2 separate regions of the Zea mays genome follow, and region 2 is linked to region 1. The links are chromatin contacts, called in public Hi-C maps. All regions are on one chromosome and are shown on one strand. Each heading gives the region's core, a stretch centred on a gene start, on an enhancer-like site or on the middle of the called end of the contact. The rest is flanking DNA. Distances are from core to core; before and after follow the strand shown. Region 1 has its middle 16 kb from the start of LOC100283750. Region 2 has its middle 120 kb from the start of LOC100192851.

Region 1 (6,810 bases), core at 1,764-4,263:
AATATATAAATTTCAGTACGAAAATTTAAAAAAGGCGGGAAACCTTTCCACTGACGGCTAAATAAAACAAACCGCCAGTGAAAATAGCATTACCACTGACGGTTTTCTTAATAAAACCGCCAGTGGAAATGCTGGCGGTTCTTGAATAACCGCCAGTGAAAATGGCGATTTCCACTGGCCCCTAGCACTGGCGGCACTGAAAAACACGCCAGTGCAAACGTCTCTAGAACCGCCACTATAGAGGCTCTGTGTACTAGTGCATCCGCTAAGCAAAGCATATCAGAAGTTGGAGGCGTACCAAAGATCTGAGAAACTTCATTCATGGTTTCAAGCTTTCCATCTCCTTTTAACTTCCTCCCATGCATGGAATAATCGAACTAAACGATCCATCTACAGTAATTCAGCCAAAACATCAATCTCAGTCAATAGCGACGTATATAATCACTATCTTAAAACATTGATAAAAGTATATTTAAAAAAAAGAATCTGCAGATAGGTGGACGCGCGGGGCACGAGATACGGAGATGGAGGCACTAGCTAGCTAGCAGCCGCTGTCGCCGGACCTGGAGGCTGGTCCGATCAGCCGCACAGGCACAGCTGCCTCCTCCTCCGTGTGCTCCTCTCCTCCCAACGCTTTCTGCCTGCGCATGGCTTTCGGTTTCGGGCGGTTCGTTGCCTTGATTGGCTGATGCTGCTGCAGCTGGGCAGGGCCATGCATGGCGGCCGGCAACCGTACGTACGTCCGGCCCCGGTGGCGCGTGACACGGCCGTCCATCCCGCGTCTGTTGTTCGTTGAAAAGCTGCGCACAGTGAGATACCTCGGCCCGGCGGGCGGGAGCTGGGGACTGTCCTGCCCTGCACATCGTCATTTACACACACAGACACACACCGGTGTAGTGAAGGAGTCGTCGGCATACGGCGGCCAGGCTACTCTTCCTTCCTTTTAACCCACATGCACCTCCACTGTGCCGTATCCATCCTGCAACTCTCTTCAAGCCTCGTCGCAGCAGCAGCAGGGGCAGGAGGGCCATCTGAACCGAGCCATGGACGATGGACTGCCCTGCGCAGAGGTGAGAGAGGTCCGCGATCCAGCTCCGTCTCCATGATTAGCGATCAGCGGCGGTACACAGTTTCGTACCGATACGAAGAAGAAGAAGACGACGCTGCACTACCTCTGCCGACTGTGCGTGCGTGAGGTGAGAGTGGGAGTGGGAGGAATCTGCTGCGTCGCTGTTGCGGTTGCGGCGTTGCAGGGCAGACCTGCTGCAACTCCCCGCCCTCCCGTATGGTTCTCCTGCTGGCTGCTGCATACTACAGAGGGACGCAATTCAAAATCCCAGTGAGCGCTGCCCCCACCCACCCACCCACCCACCATTTGCTGCGCTGCCCAGCCCCCAGTACAGAGTCCTAGCGTTTGCGAGTGGTGTATTATGTGTATCTCTCGTGGATTTGATGATTCTTTTTATTTTCCCCCTCGTCTCAGAAGAAAATGATTGACTCTTGATGATGGGTAGCATAGCAGCAACTAGCAACGGTACCACTAGCGGCATGTGTGGTCTGGTGTCTGGTCTGGACTCTGGCCTGGTGATGTGCTGAGCTGGGCCTGGGCTGGTGGCAGTGGTGGGGCTCGTGGGCGTGGTGGGCCTCGCTGCGCAGGGACAGAAAGACCAAACAAGAGACAGAGAGAGAGAGAGAGGAAGGACGGTGGGCCGTGGGAGGTGTGGGCCGGTGGGGGAGAGCCGGGACCAGCCCCAGCCCCAGCCCTCGCCCTCTTTTTGTACCGCTTTCTGTTGTGCATATATATGACACTGAAAAGTTTAGAGAGAGATAAAAAAAAAGAGAGCTCTCCTGCTCGGCATGTTTTCGTATGTTGACAATCTGTGTTGCGATGTTTCGAGAAACCATTTTTGAAATTTTAAGCAAACTTGTTGACGAATGTGGTGGCAAATGCACACCACACCGCAGGTAGCGAGACGAGATTCACGTACCGCAACCGCATGCAGGCTGCAGCCTGCAGCTGCAGCGGCCAGGGTGGGGTTGGACTTGGATCATGCAATGCAACTGCTGCTGTCCTTCGCCTCTGAGGTTTATTCACGCCTGGCCTCGCCTCGCCTTTTCCAGCAGGCCAGAGCGGCGGACACGCGGATCGGAGAGACGGCTGCGGCAGCGGCTCTGCCTATGGACACGAGAGAAAGTAACACCGAGCAATCAAGCAGCGAGCATCTGAGGTTCGATCGACCAATCATGTGTGGAATTGAATCCCGCCACGCAACAACCAACGGTATTCATGAGCGTTTGGTGGAATGGAGCCGAGAAGGGAAGGGATAAAGAAGGTCCGGCTCTGAGGACGACACGGGTGGGGGTGGGGAGGCAACGGTAGATGCCGAGAGGAATTGTGGCCTGCGAGATGCAAAGTGACGACACCTGCAAAATGCGCTGGCCGCAGCTGATCGCATCGGATCGGATGGATGGGGATAGCGCTTTTGCTCCGCTAGTGGAGGAGGAGCCCTTGCATTGCCTTGGCATTGGGGGGACGGGGGATGGGGGCGAGCTAGCACGCGCCTAGGCCTAGCAGCACACTGCAGCAGCCAGAGCCAGGCAGGCGGGCTGGCGGGGCGACGGGACCACGACCCATCTATCGCGGCAGAGCGCGGTATAGAGCTTTTCACTGCCAAAGCACGGACGGGCAGGCGGAGCGAGCTGCGAAGCGTAGGCAGTAGTAGAGAAGCTACGCTACGGGGTGCATGACATGAGCGGCGCATGTGATTGGGGACAACTCTGCGGAGCGAGTGAGCGGGGTCCCGTCGTGCCACCGGCCTCGATGGAGGTTCGAGGCGAAATGCATGCTCTGTCATAGGGTTGAGGGGGGCCTTGCCTTGTGGGGACCAGACATGATTTTCGATCCACGTTTTTGTATTGGTCGTTGTTGCAATTTGCATCGCATGGCAGAGCCACCGCCCGGCCCATCATCGTTCATGGGCTGCCACGCCGCAGCAACAGGGATAGACAGAGTGGAGGGGTGTGGAACCATACGTGGATGCCGCCGCCGCCGTACCACGTGTCACCCAAAGCTGGAAGCTCCTATCACCGAGTGCCACTGGTTGTGCTAGCCTACGCTACAGATTACTACTATACTCTCTCTCTCTCTCATTTTCAGCCCACATCGATCTTATATATTACTAACACCGGTAAGTACGCACTGACTGTACCAGGACGATCAGTAATCACCACTTGAGCGTTTATATAGGGCTGCCGTGCGACGAAAGCCGTGACATCTGACATCTCCCCAGCTCCTTTCGGGCTGTACGCCTGTACCTGTACCCCTACCCCCCACTCTATGTTATGAGCGTGCCGAGTTTTGTTTTGTTTTTGTTTTTGTTTTTTTGAATTTTCAGGGTCCAGTGGAACTTGGATCGCTTGAAGATAAAACGTCTGCGCGCAGTGCAGAACTCAGGCCGGCTGACATATATAGGGCCCTTTGGTAGGGCTTATTTTTCAGCTTCGGCTCTGGCTTATGCAAAAGTTATGTCAAACACCTCTTTTTCAAATAGCTTCACCAGTGAAGTGCTTTTCCAAAATGAACTAGAGGACATGAGCCAAAAAAAGTGGCTCACCCGGCTTCAGCTCACGTCATTTTTGCACAATAGCTCTCCCACCAGTCCAAATTATTTTTTTTGGTCCTGCCCGCAATCCCTAGCCACGTACAGGAGAGATAAACTATACAAGGGTCTTTCTGAAAAACAACCTATAAGCCGTTTTGCCAAATGATTTTTTAGAATGGCTTTGGCTCATCTAAAGAAGTCGCTTCAACTCGTGAGCCAGAGTCAAAGCTGTTTTTGGAGAAGCCAGAGCCCTGCCAAAGGGGCCATAGACCACTCGGCGAGCCAGATGAGACCCGGAATCCCGGATTATACATTGACCGGACGGCAGAGGCCGGTTGAGTAGGTGACGCGAACCCTCCTCAGCGGGCTCAGCCTAAACCTTCCATCCGGTTCAGAGGGGGAATGGTACGCTTGTACTACCTCGCCACGCATGATACTGTCAGGAACTCACATGACCTGCCGGAGCCGGACCGGCCGCCGCACACTACCCAACACCACCCGCAACCGCAACCGCAACCGCAACCGTATCCATCAGCGGGTCCACTACTTTTTCCAAAGTAGATCCCGATCGTGGGAAGTATATTGTAGGTATAAATTAAAAGTATGGTTCAGAAACACGGTGATTGTCCAGGATTTCTAAGAGAAGAAGCAATGCAGTTACTTGTTTTTTTTTAAAAAAAAAGAAAATCGATGGAGAAGTATCGGCTAACTTCGTGAAAAACTTTAATTGCCAAGCCTCAGTACTTGTTCTCGACTTTTAACGGGGAAACAGAAATGTGTTGCGCTGTTGGGACTTGGAGCTGGCTGGCTGACTTTGTGGATACCTTTATTTTGCGAAGCGCCGAAGCCGAGCAATGGATCTAGAGATGGCAATGGGCCCTGATCCCTGATTCCTCGCGGGGAATTCCTCCATTAGGGCTTGTTCGGTTAGCTCTCAATCCATGTGGATTGAGTGAGATTGGATGAGTTTGAATCCCAAACAAGTCAAATTTCTTAAGAATTTTTTCCAATCCCATTCAATCCATGTGTATTGGAAATAACCGAACAAGGTTCTCTCCCGCGGGGATGTAAACGGGAAAAAAAATCCTCCCCCGATAGGTAAACGGGGACGGGGAAACATTCTCCATCCCCGTTCCCCGCGGGGACCAGTTAAACTTATATATGGTGATGTTTTCATGTAATATATAATGATAAAAATAAATAATTACATTGTTAAGAGATAACTCGTTGTATAAATATGTTATTTTGATGTACACATAATGAGTTCTAACATCTGACAATGTATATAAGTGATAATGTTTTATATTAATAACAAAGAAAGTATGTCATAATTATAATTTAAGCGGGGAAGGGGATCTCCGATGGGGATTTATCCACGCGGGGAACGGGGATGGAGAAGAAATGCCCCCCGCAAGAGTTCGTGGGGATCCCCGCGGGGAAATTTTTGTCGCTGGGATAGGTACGGGGAGCCAAAACCCGACGGGGATTTCCCCCTTGCCATCCCTAAATGGATCCTTTCTCAACGAACACGTGGCGGCCCGATCTTGTTGCGTGTATCATGCTGCGCACGGTTCACGCCGCAATGGTCGCGTCGTCGCATCCACTTATGGATGGCAACGGGGCCACGCGACAAAAAAAATTCCCGCAGGGATCCCCACAAACTCTTGCGGGGAGCATTTCTTCTTCATCCTCGTTCCCCGCGGGGATAAATCCCCATCGGGGATCCCCGTCCCCGTTTAAATTATAATTATGACATACTTTCTTTGTTATTAATACAAAACATTATCACTTATATAGTCAGATGTTAGAACTCATTATATGTACATCAAAATAAGCATATTTGTACAACGAGTTATCTCTTAACAATGTAATTATTTATTTTTATCATTATATATTACATGAAAACATCACCATATACAAGTTTAACGGGTCCCCGCGGGGAACGGGGATGGGGAATGTTTCCCCATCCCCGTCCCCATTTACCCATCGGGGGAGGATTTTTCCCCGTTTACATCCCCGTGGGGGGAGAACCTTCCCCATCTCCATCCCGTAATGGAGGAATTCCCCGCGAGGAATCGGGGCCCATTGCCATCTCTACATCCACTACTATACTACTATGGCTCAGGTTTGGCCTTCTTCATGGAGCCTAATTAAACACAATAATGCTTTCTCTTCGGCCAGGAAGTTATATCTGCATGCATGGCAATGGCTCTTCGCCATGCTGCATCGAATCCTTTGGTTTCCGCAATATGTGAGCAAAATGATCAAAAGCTAACGTTTCAGGTTAAAAAAATGCCATTTATAAAATTTTATACCTCGACAATTTCTACAGTTTTGATATAAAGTTTATCTTCACTTCAAACTTTTGATGCGTCGCCTACTCGTCACGTGTTGTCGTCGTTCACTCTCTCATTTCAAACTTCACTCCTTAAATAGTACTGTTTGCAGTGTAAAACTGTGTGTTTTTGCACGATCATATACACGATCTGTTGGTCATAGCTTAGAGCAAGTATAATAACACGCTACAACAAGGCTAAATGCTGAATTGAAAGAGAGAGAAGTGATATGTAAACTTATAGCTCGCTTAGACATGAGAATAAAAAAACTTATAAGAGAGACAAGTGGGGTATACATTAGTAATAAAGATATAACAATTATGCAGGTGGGCTAAAAGGTTGGCTCTAATGATCTTTGCAGCCATTTGAGCATTGAAAATGACAATACGGACGACCAGGTCTCACAGTTGGACTGTATGCCATAGCGGCGTGGACCCTCTGCGTGTGTGCAGAATCAGTTAGGGTTCTAGATTTCTTGCGGGACTTGTTAGCAAAACATGCGGGATAAGCTCTAGAACCGCCTTGTAACGGATCCAAACCTTTCCTTTATATAGATGAAGGAGTACGATTGATTGAAGCCCCCACAATCGTACCCACCTAGCCAACATAACATACATATTTTTGTGTTTTATATTATATAATTAAGCATAAACGAAAATTGTAACAATGTCAAGAGATAAAATTAAGACGAAAACGGTAAACAACAACGTTGATCAACGGATTCCACAACAAGATAACCACCACTATCAGAACAAAGTTCTTTATCGAGTGCCCTAGTCATTCGGCAAAGGCTCGGTAACTCGACAAACGCTTTGCTGAGTGTGGTACTTGAAAGGGAAATGTGCCTTTGGGCCATTTCTAAGTATTTTGGT
Region 2 (7,431 bases), core at 3,448-5,947, 150 kb after region 1:
ATCCGAATCGGTGATGTTGGGCAGCTCGGTGCGATGCTTCGAGAATCGCCGGATGTAGTCCCGGAGAGACTCTCCCGGCTGCTGGCGGCAGCTTCGGAGATCCCAGGAGTTTCTAGGGGGCACGTACGTGCCCTGGAAATTGCCGACGAAGGCTTGGACCAGGTCGTCCCAGTTGGAGATCTGCCCCGGAGGCAAGTGCTCCAGCCAGGCGCGAGCGGTGTCGGAAAGGAACAAGGGGAGGTTGCGGATGATGAGGTTGTCATCGTCCGTTCCACCCAGTTGGTAGGCCAGCCGGTAGTCCGCGAGCCACAGTTCTGGTCTCGTTTCCCCCGAGTACTTTGTGATAGTAGTCGGGGTTCGGAACCGGGTCGGGAACGGCGCCCGTCGTATGGCGCGGCTGAAAGCCTGCGGACCGGGTGGTTCGGGCGAGGGACTCCGATCCTCCCCGCTGTCGTAGCGTCCCCCACGCCTGAGGTGGTAGCCTCGGCGCACCCTCTCGTCGAGGTGGGCCTGACGGTTGCGGTGATGGTGCTCGTTGCCGAGGCGACCCGGGGCCGCAGGCGCTGTGTTGCACGTGCATCCGGTGTGGATCGAGGCTTCCCGCATGAATCAGGAAGTTGCGGCGCGATGTTCCGAGGGGTACCCCTGCCTTCGGGAGGCGGAGCTTTCGGCCTGTCGGACCGCGGCATCCTCCAGGAGATTCTTGAGCTCTCCCTGAATTCGCCGCCCCTTGGTGGTTGATGGCTCCGGCATCGCGCGGAGAAGTATTGCCGCTGCAGCCAGGTTCTGGCCGACTCCATTGGAAGTCGGTGGCGGCCTTACCTTGACATCGTCGGCGATGCGGTGCTGGATACCCTAGGGTAGATGACGCACTTCTCCGGCCGGAGGTCGGCCCGCCCATTCCTGCCCGATGTCCCAACGGATCGGCTCAAGTGTTCCTGCCCCCTCGTCGAGCGTGGCCTGCATCTCGTGGATTTGCTCGAGCTGTGGGTCATGACCCCCCGCCGGGACGGGGACCACAGCTAGCTCCCGAAGGATGTCAATGCGAGGCACAGGCCTAGGGAGATCACCGTTCTCCGGCATACCAAGATGGTTGCCTTCGTCGGGACCCCCTAGATCGACGTGGAAACATTCACGACTTGGGTCGCAGTCCTCGTCGCCGAGGCCGCGGCTACCGTCGGAACAGTCGGAAAGGTAATAGTCGCATGCGGTCATGAAGTCCCGCATGACATTGGGGTTACCAAGTCCGGAGAAATCCCAACAGAAGTCGGACTCGTCATCTTCCTCGGACCCCGAGGGCCCGTAGGTCGAGACGGCCGTCAACCGGTCCCAGGGTGACCGCATACGATACCCCAGAGGGTTTGGACTCGCCTCTATGAGAGCGTCCACCAAAGCGAAGTCGCTTGGTGGGTTGAGGCTGAATCCAAAAGGAGCGAGATGGGAATCGGTCGGTACCTCTTGGTCGACATGCGGTGACGAAGTCACGTCAGGGGTAGACTGCACCGCCGTCTCAGGTATGAGGGTGACGCCCAGCAAGTCCCTTGCGAGCGTGTTGGCGTCGTCCGTTTGCTTGGGGTTGGCGTGTTGCGGGGAGACGGCGCTCGTCTTCGTCTCAGACGCGAGGTCGATGCCCGACGTGCCCCCCGTTGGGGTGCCGGCGCCGTCGACTCGCTCGACAGCCGACGAGGTGCCGCCTCCTGCTTGGCCTTGGTTGCCCCGCCTCCTCCTCCGTCGGCGGGGGAGGGGACGGGGCGAGCTCGAATGTTGTTCTTCCACCGCGCGGGGAAGACGTCGTCGATTCCGCCGCCGGCAGGCGGGTTGTCGGCTGCCATTGTCGCTGTCGCGCGGCGGGGGAAGGAGTATCATGTCGTAGCTGCCGTCGAGGGACATGAACTCAAGACTCCCAAAACGGAGCACCGTCCCGGGGCTGGAAAGGTTGCTGGAGACTGCCCATCTGGAGCTTGACGGGAAGTTGTTCGTCAACACGCAGCAGTGCCCTACCTGGCGCGCCAACTGTCGGCGTTTCGAACCCGGGGGGGTCCCTGGACCGACGAGTAAATTGTCGCCGCGTGCCCCAGCCCAGATGGGTCGGCGCGAGACGGAGCGCGAAGGGGGGAAGAAGCCGGAGGGAGACAGGCGTGAGAGGTGAAATCCCGCAGCCTTCGTGTTTGTCCCGCGCCCAGGTCGGGTGCGCTTGCAGTAGGGGGTTACAAGCGTCCACGCGGGAGGGAGCGAGCGGCCTCACGCGAGCGCCATCCCGTCCTTCTCCGCGCGGCCAACCCTCTGTAAGAGGGCCCTGGACCTTCCTTTTATAGGCGTAAGGAAAGGATCCAGGTGTACAATGGGGGTGTAGCAATGTGCTAACGTGTCTAGCGGAGGAGAACTAGCGCCCTAAGTACATGCCATCGTGGCAGCCGGAGAGGTTTTGGCACCCGGTTCGTGTGGTGTCGTGGCCGTTGGAGGAGCGCCGGAGCCTGGCGGAAGGACAGCTGTCGGGGCTGTCGAGTCCTGGCTGACGTCTTCTTGCTTCCGTAAGGGGGCTGAGAGTCGCCGTCGTCATAGAGCGTGCGGGGCGCCATCATTACTCGTATAGCGGAGCGAGCCAGATGGGACGCCGGTCTTGTTTCCCGTAGCCTGAGTCAGCTTGGGGCAGGGTAATGATGGCGCCTCCTGTTGACGTGGTCGGTCTGAGCCCTGGGTTGGGCGAGGTGGAGGCTCCTCCGAGGTCGAGGTCGAGTCTGTCTTCCAAGGCCGAGGTCGAGTCCGAGCCCCTGGGTCGGGCGAGGCGGAGACCGTCGTCTTCCGGGGCTGAGCCCGAGTCCGAGCCCTGGGGTCGGGCGGAGCGGAGTTCGTCGTCTTCCGGGGCTGAGCCCGAGTCCGAGCCCAGGGGTCGGGCGAGGCGGAGTTCGTCGTCTTCCGGGGCTGAGCCCGAGTCCGAGCCCTGGGGTCGGGCGGAGCGGAGTTCGTCGTCTTCCGGGGCTGAGCCCGAGTCCGAGCCCTAGGGTCGGGCGGAGCGGAGTTCGTCGTCTTCCGGGGCTGAGCCCGAGTCCGAGCCCTGGGGTCGGGCGGAGCGGAGTTCGTCGTCTTCCGGGGCTGAGCCCGAGTCCGAGCCCTCGGGTCGGGCGAAGCGGAGTTCGTCGTCTTCCGGGGCTGAGCCCGAGTCCGAGCCCTGGGGTCGGGCGGAGCGGAGTTCGTCGTCTTCCGGGTCGGGCGGAGCGGAGTTCGTCGTCTTCCGGGGCTGAGCCCGAGTCCGAGCCCTGGGGTCGGGCGGAGCGGAGTTCGTCGTCTTCCGGGGCTGAGCCCGAGTCCGAGCCCTGGGGTCGGGCGAAGCGGAGTTTCCTATGGCGCCTGAGGCCGGACTTGGCTGCTGTCAGCCTTACTCTGTCGAGTGGCACAGCAGTCAGAGCAGCGCAGGCGGCGCTGTCCTCTTGTCAGGCCGGTCAGTGGAGCGGCGAAGTGACTACAGTCACTTCGGCTCTGTCAACCGGAGGGCGCGCGTCAGAATAAAGGTGTCAGGCCACCTTTGCATTAAATGCCCCTGCGATTTGGTCGGTTGGCGTGGCGACTTGGCCAAGGTTGCTTCTTGGTGAAGACTGGGCCTCAGGCGAGCCGAAGGTGTGTCCGTTGCTGGAGGGGGTCCTCGGGCGAGACGTAGATCCTCCGGGGTCGGCTGCCCTTGCCCGAGGCTGGGCTCGGGCGAGACGTGATCGCGTCCCTCGAATGGACCGACCTTTGACTTAATCGCACCCATCAGGCCTTTGCAGCTTTGTGCTGATGGGAGTTACCAGCTGAGATTTAGGAGTCTTGAGGGTACCCCTAATTATGGTCCCCGACAAGTGTATACGTTCTTTCTACCGTATTAAGATGAGAATCACCAAAACTTTTGTATACGTTCTTTCTACCGTACTAAGGGCTTGTTCGTTCTACCCCAATCTATATGGATTGAGGAGGATTGATGGGGTTTCAATCCCTAGTAAATCAAAATCTCTGTCAATCCGTATCAATCCTTTTCAATCCATATGGACTGAAAATAACCGAACAAGCCCAATAGGGTAAGATCTCGTGTAGTAGGTTTTAGGTATCATTGCCTTCAACATTTAAAACATTACAACATATGTATTTTTTTTTGTTATGTTGAAAAACATATGACCACGCTAATTGATTTTGCTATTGTAATTAAGGGCCTCTTTGAGAGGGCTCAAGTACTCTGACTCCTCCTGCTCTTTCTAGTGCTCCAGCTTTGGTCGTGTTGTGACCTTCGTGTGACTCTCGGAAGGGAAGCCGGGGCCGCTGCATCATCTGTTGACTGTTGCTTGCATGTGAGCTGTCGGCCGCCGGTTGGCCAGGAGTCTGAGCTCTCTAGAGCGGTCCCAAACGGCCCCTAAATGAAACATATCTAGCAATAACACGTTGAAATACATAATTATGCAATGTAAAAGTGCTTTAGTGCATTCTTGACCTATAATCCTGTTTTTTTAAAAAAAAACTAGGTACATGGAAAAAAACCATTCTCATGGACTGTTCAACTTGATGATTCTTCCATACGTCTTAATTTTGGTGTGCGTTAAAGTAATTAATGTTCGTTAAAAAACATTTACTGCGACCAGTGCCACTTAAGCTCGATGAACTCCCATGCATCTTGATCGTATATGTACAACTATATATAAATGCAGGACGTACAGACAAGAGTGCTTGCACACACACGTCCAGGACTTCCAGGGTCTCTTTTCAGTTTTAAGGTCCACGGTCCATCAGGGGCCACGGCAATGGCCGCTTCAACGAGCAGAACATCACCCGGAAACCACAAGGTTCTCCTCGCCGCTCTGCTCGGCATCGCCGCCGCAGCCTCCTTCCTCCCCGGATCGTCCGCCTGCACGTCCCTGGTCGCCCAGACCTGTGGCAGGACGTCCAACCAGCGCCTCTGCGTGTCCCTGCTCGAGTCCAGCAACCAGAGCCGCAGCGCCACGACGGTCCGGGAGCTCGCCATCATCGGGCTGAAGGCCGCCAGGAGATCGGCGCTCCGCGCTAGGCTGCACTCGTTGGACCTCAGCTACGGGGCGCGAGGCCGCGAGGGACGCCAGCGGACCGCCTGGTGGCTAGGTGCAACGCGCTGTACTTGGACTGCCTCCGCGCCGCGGCGAGCGCGCTGGCCAGGGTGACCTACATGCCGGCGTACGACAACCGCGTGGCCGACGCTGTGAGCTCCCTGCGCGTGTTCCCCGAGAAGTGCCAGGGCCTCTTCGACGCGCAGGGGATCGCGTCGCCGCTGGAGAAGGTGAACCGGGTGACTGAGGAGAAGCTGGGCATCGCGTCGGAGATCGTTCACTTGTTGCGCTAGAACCGGGTCTCGCTCCCTCATGGCTCATGGCTCATGGCATGGTGATGAGCGCACGCACAAATAGAGGACACGCTACTGGGTGGAGCTGATAAGTGCGTGGCTGATGCATAAACCACAGAGTAGTTGGTACAGTAAAACTGTGTGGAAAAAGTTCATTGATCTCTTTTCAGGAAATTAATGGGTTTGTTTACTGATGCATGTGTCGGAACATCTAGGTGTTGGGTTGAGTTTGAGGCTTTGAGCCGATCAAAGTTCTGCCAATTTGCATATTCCATTTCCTTCCTGGAGCAAGCTACATGTTAAAAAAACGTGCTTGGAGATTTAAGAAAAACATGTTGCGAACGGTTAGAACCTTTTCTTCTCAATTTTCTCCTAACTTGGTGTAACAGGCGGCCCTATTGTTGTAAACCTGTAGATAAATAACATTTGAAGGTCAATTACAGGCTGCAAGTAAAACATGTAAGTTTGTACAGAGACACGGCTACAAAGTGCAACAACAATAAGCAGCTCAATATATAACACTATAACAGCAGCAAGAAAGGATGTCAATTAAGAAACATATTATGACTAATTATTACATAGATTAGATAATATTTCCTTAACTCAGGATCAATTAAATAGCAAAACAGCACAAACACACAAGACATCAATAACATGCCAGCATGTCAAACACGCTTGACCAGTTTGGCACGGGAGGATAGGAGAACAGAGTCAGCCACCATTGCAGTTGCAGGCTTACAACAACAATCCCAAAAGGAAGGTGAAATACAGGAACGATTGAATGTTGGTTGCGGTGCTTACACGGCTTGTCGAGGTAGGGGAGGTAGGTGATGCAAGACGCGATCTTGTGCATGATGGACTAAATCTCCCTCATGATCTCCTTGTCGCTCTTCTCATTGATGGCACTGACGAACAGCAGAAGACCACCCGATGAAGCCATGGCTGACACAATGTACAACAACTACTTAGGATTGGTCAGGGTCGCTGGAAGATGGGGGATAAGATAGTGTGTGTGTGTGGCACACCCCTTCTCGACAACCTCGGTGTCGACGGCGATGTTGAAGTTCCAACACTCGAGCACAACCCCGCTATAGCTTTTCGGCTTCCAGCCATTCTGCAACAACAGTCTGTACCTGTGACTGGTTCTCTTCAAAAAATATGAGTCCTGAATAAGTACTACAGACAAGCAGGTAAGCAGACGTAAGAGAATGCAACGATGAGTCAGCACAGCTATTTTCCAAACTATGGAAGAATAACAAACTGAAACACCCAGAGGATTTCCCACAATTTTTTATATTGGCAGAAAACAAAGGAACAAACCCGAAAATCTTTTTTGTCGCTATTCATCTCTCTGTCTCTCTCTATCCCAAATCCTCACATCTCCAATCTCATATGCACATATCTCCCCACAAATGCCGTCAGGTACGGTCAAATTGGAAATTGTGTGTAGCCTTGCCTTTCTAGGAATGAAACATATTCATAAGTAACTATGAATAGAATCAAACATTACCTCTAGGGTATTTTTTAGGAACACGCCAGGATTGTATTATGCTAAACATTGTAAATTTGATACCAAGTGATATATATTTATGCAGTGGCATAGTTCCCCCATCGCCAGAGGAGTACCCAATTTTGAGACTCAGTCTTCTCAGGTTGTTGATTCATAATAGAATTGCCGAATTCCACACTGAGCTGGAACTTTTACCTGTCAAGGCACTTGAGCATCCTTGCAGCAAGCATGCAGTAGAGCTTAAGCATTCCTTCATGGAGGGTGTCTATAACCGAGTGTTAAGGGTTTGGCAGGCTGTCCCACATGAGACCTATGTTTACGTCATGGACCTTATCGCCAAAACAGCTAGGTGAGTGGGCTTCTCTTGCTATAGATTATTTGATTTTGTCTTATTGTGTTTTCCTACGCTCGCAGAGATGAGATCGCTAGGTACAGTGAGAAGGGGTATGATTCCCTATATGTAAGTGATGAAAAGCAAATGCTTATGTTCATTTCTGACCAAGATCTTCACGATTAAATCATAGAGGTAACTTTAATCTTTTAAACCCCCCTCCTTTTCTGTGTATTTCTGCGTGAAATCATA

The links. A called contact is a pair of places that touch in the nucleus more often than the background predicts.
Region 2: a contact with region 1 is called in a Hi-C map of ear, with 9 times the contacts expected there. The contact joins two enhancer-like sites. A contact is called at or near these places in 3 of 25 Hi-C or Micro-C datasets (ear, leaf and root tip).

The regions. Positions count from the first base shown.
Region 1 is chr3:29,325,363-29,332,172 of Zm-B73-REFERENCE-NAM-5.0, forward strand. No RefSeq gene overlaps it. Among protein-coding and RNA genes, the nearest start is that of LOC100283750, 16 kb to the right of the region's middle. Within about 2 kb of position 3,014, at least 18 of the 20 cell types and tissues checked have an H3K27ac peak or open chromatin away from gene starts, as enhancers often do. A contact at or near this core is called in ear, where this site is marked.
Region 2 is chr3:29,473,189-29,480,619 of Zm-B73-REFERENCE-NAM-5.0, forward strand. No RefSeq gene overlaps it. Among protein-coding and RNA genes, the nearest start is that of LOC100192851, 120 kb to the right of the region's middle. Within about 2 kb of position 4,698, at least 11 of the 20 cell types and tissues checked have an H3K27ac peak or open chromatin away from gene starts, as enhancers often do. A contact at or near this core is called in ear, where this site is marked.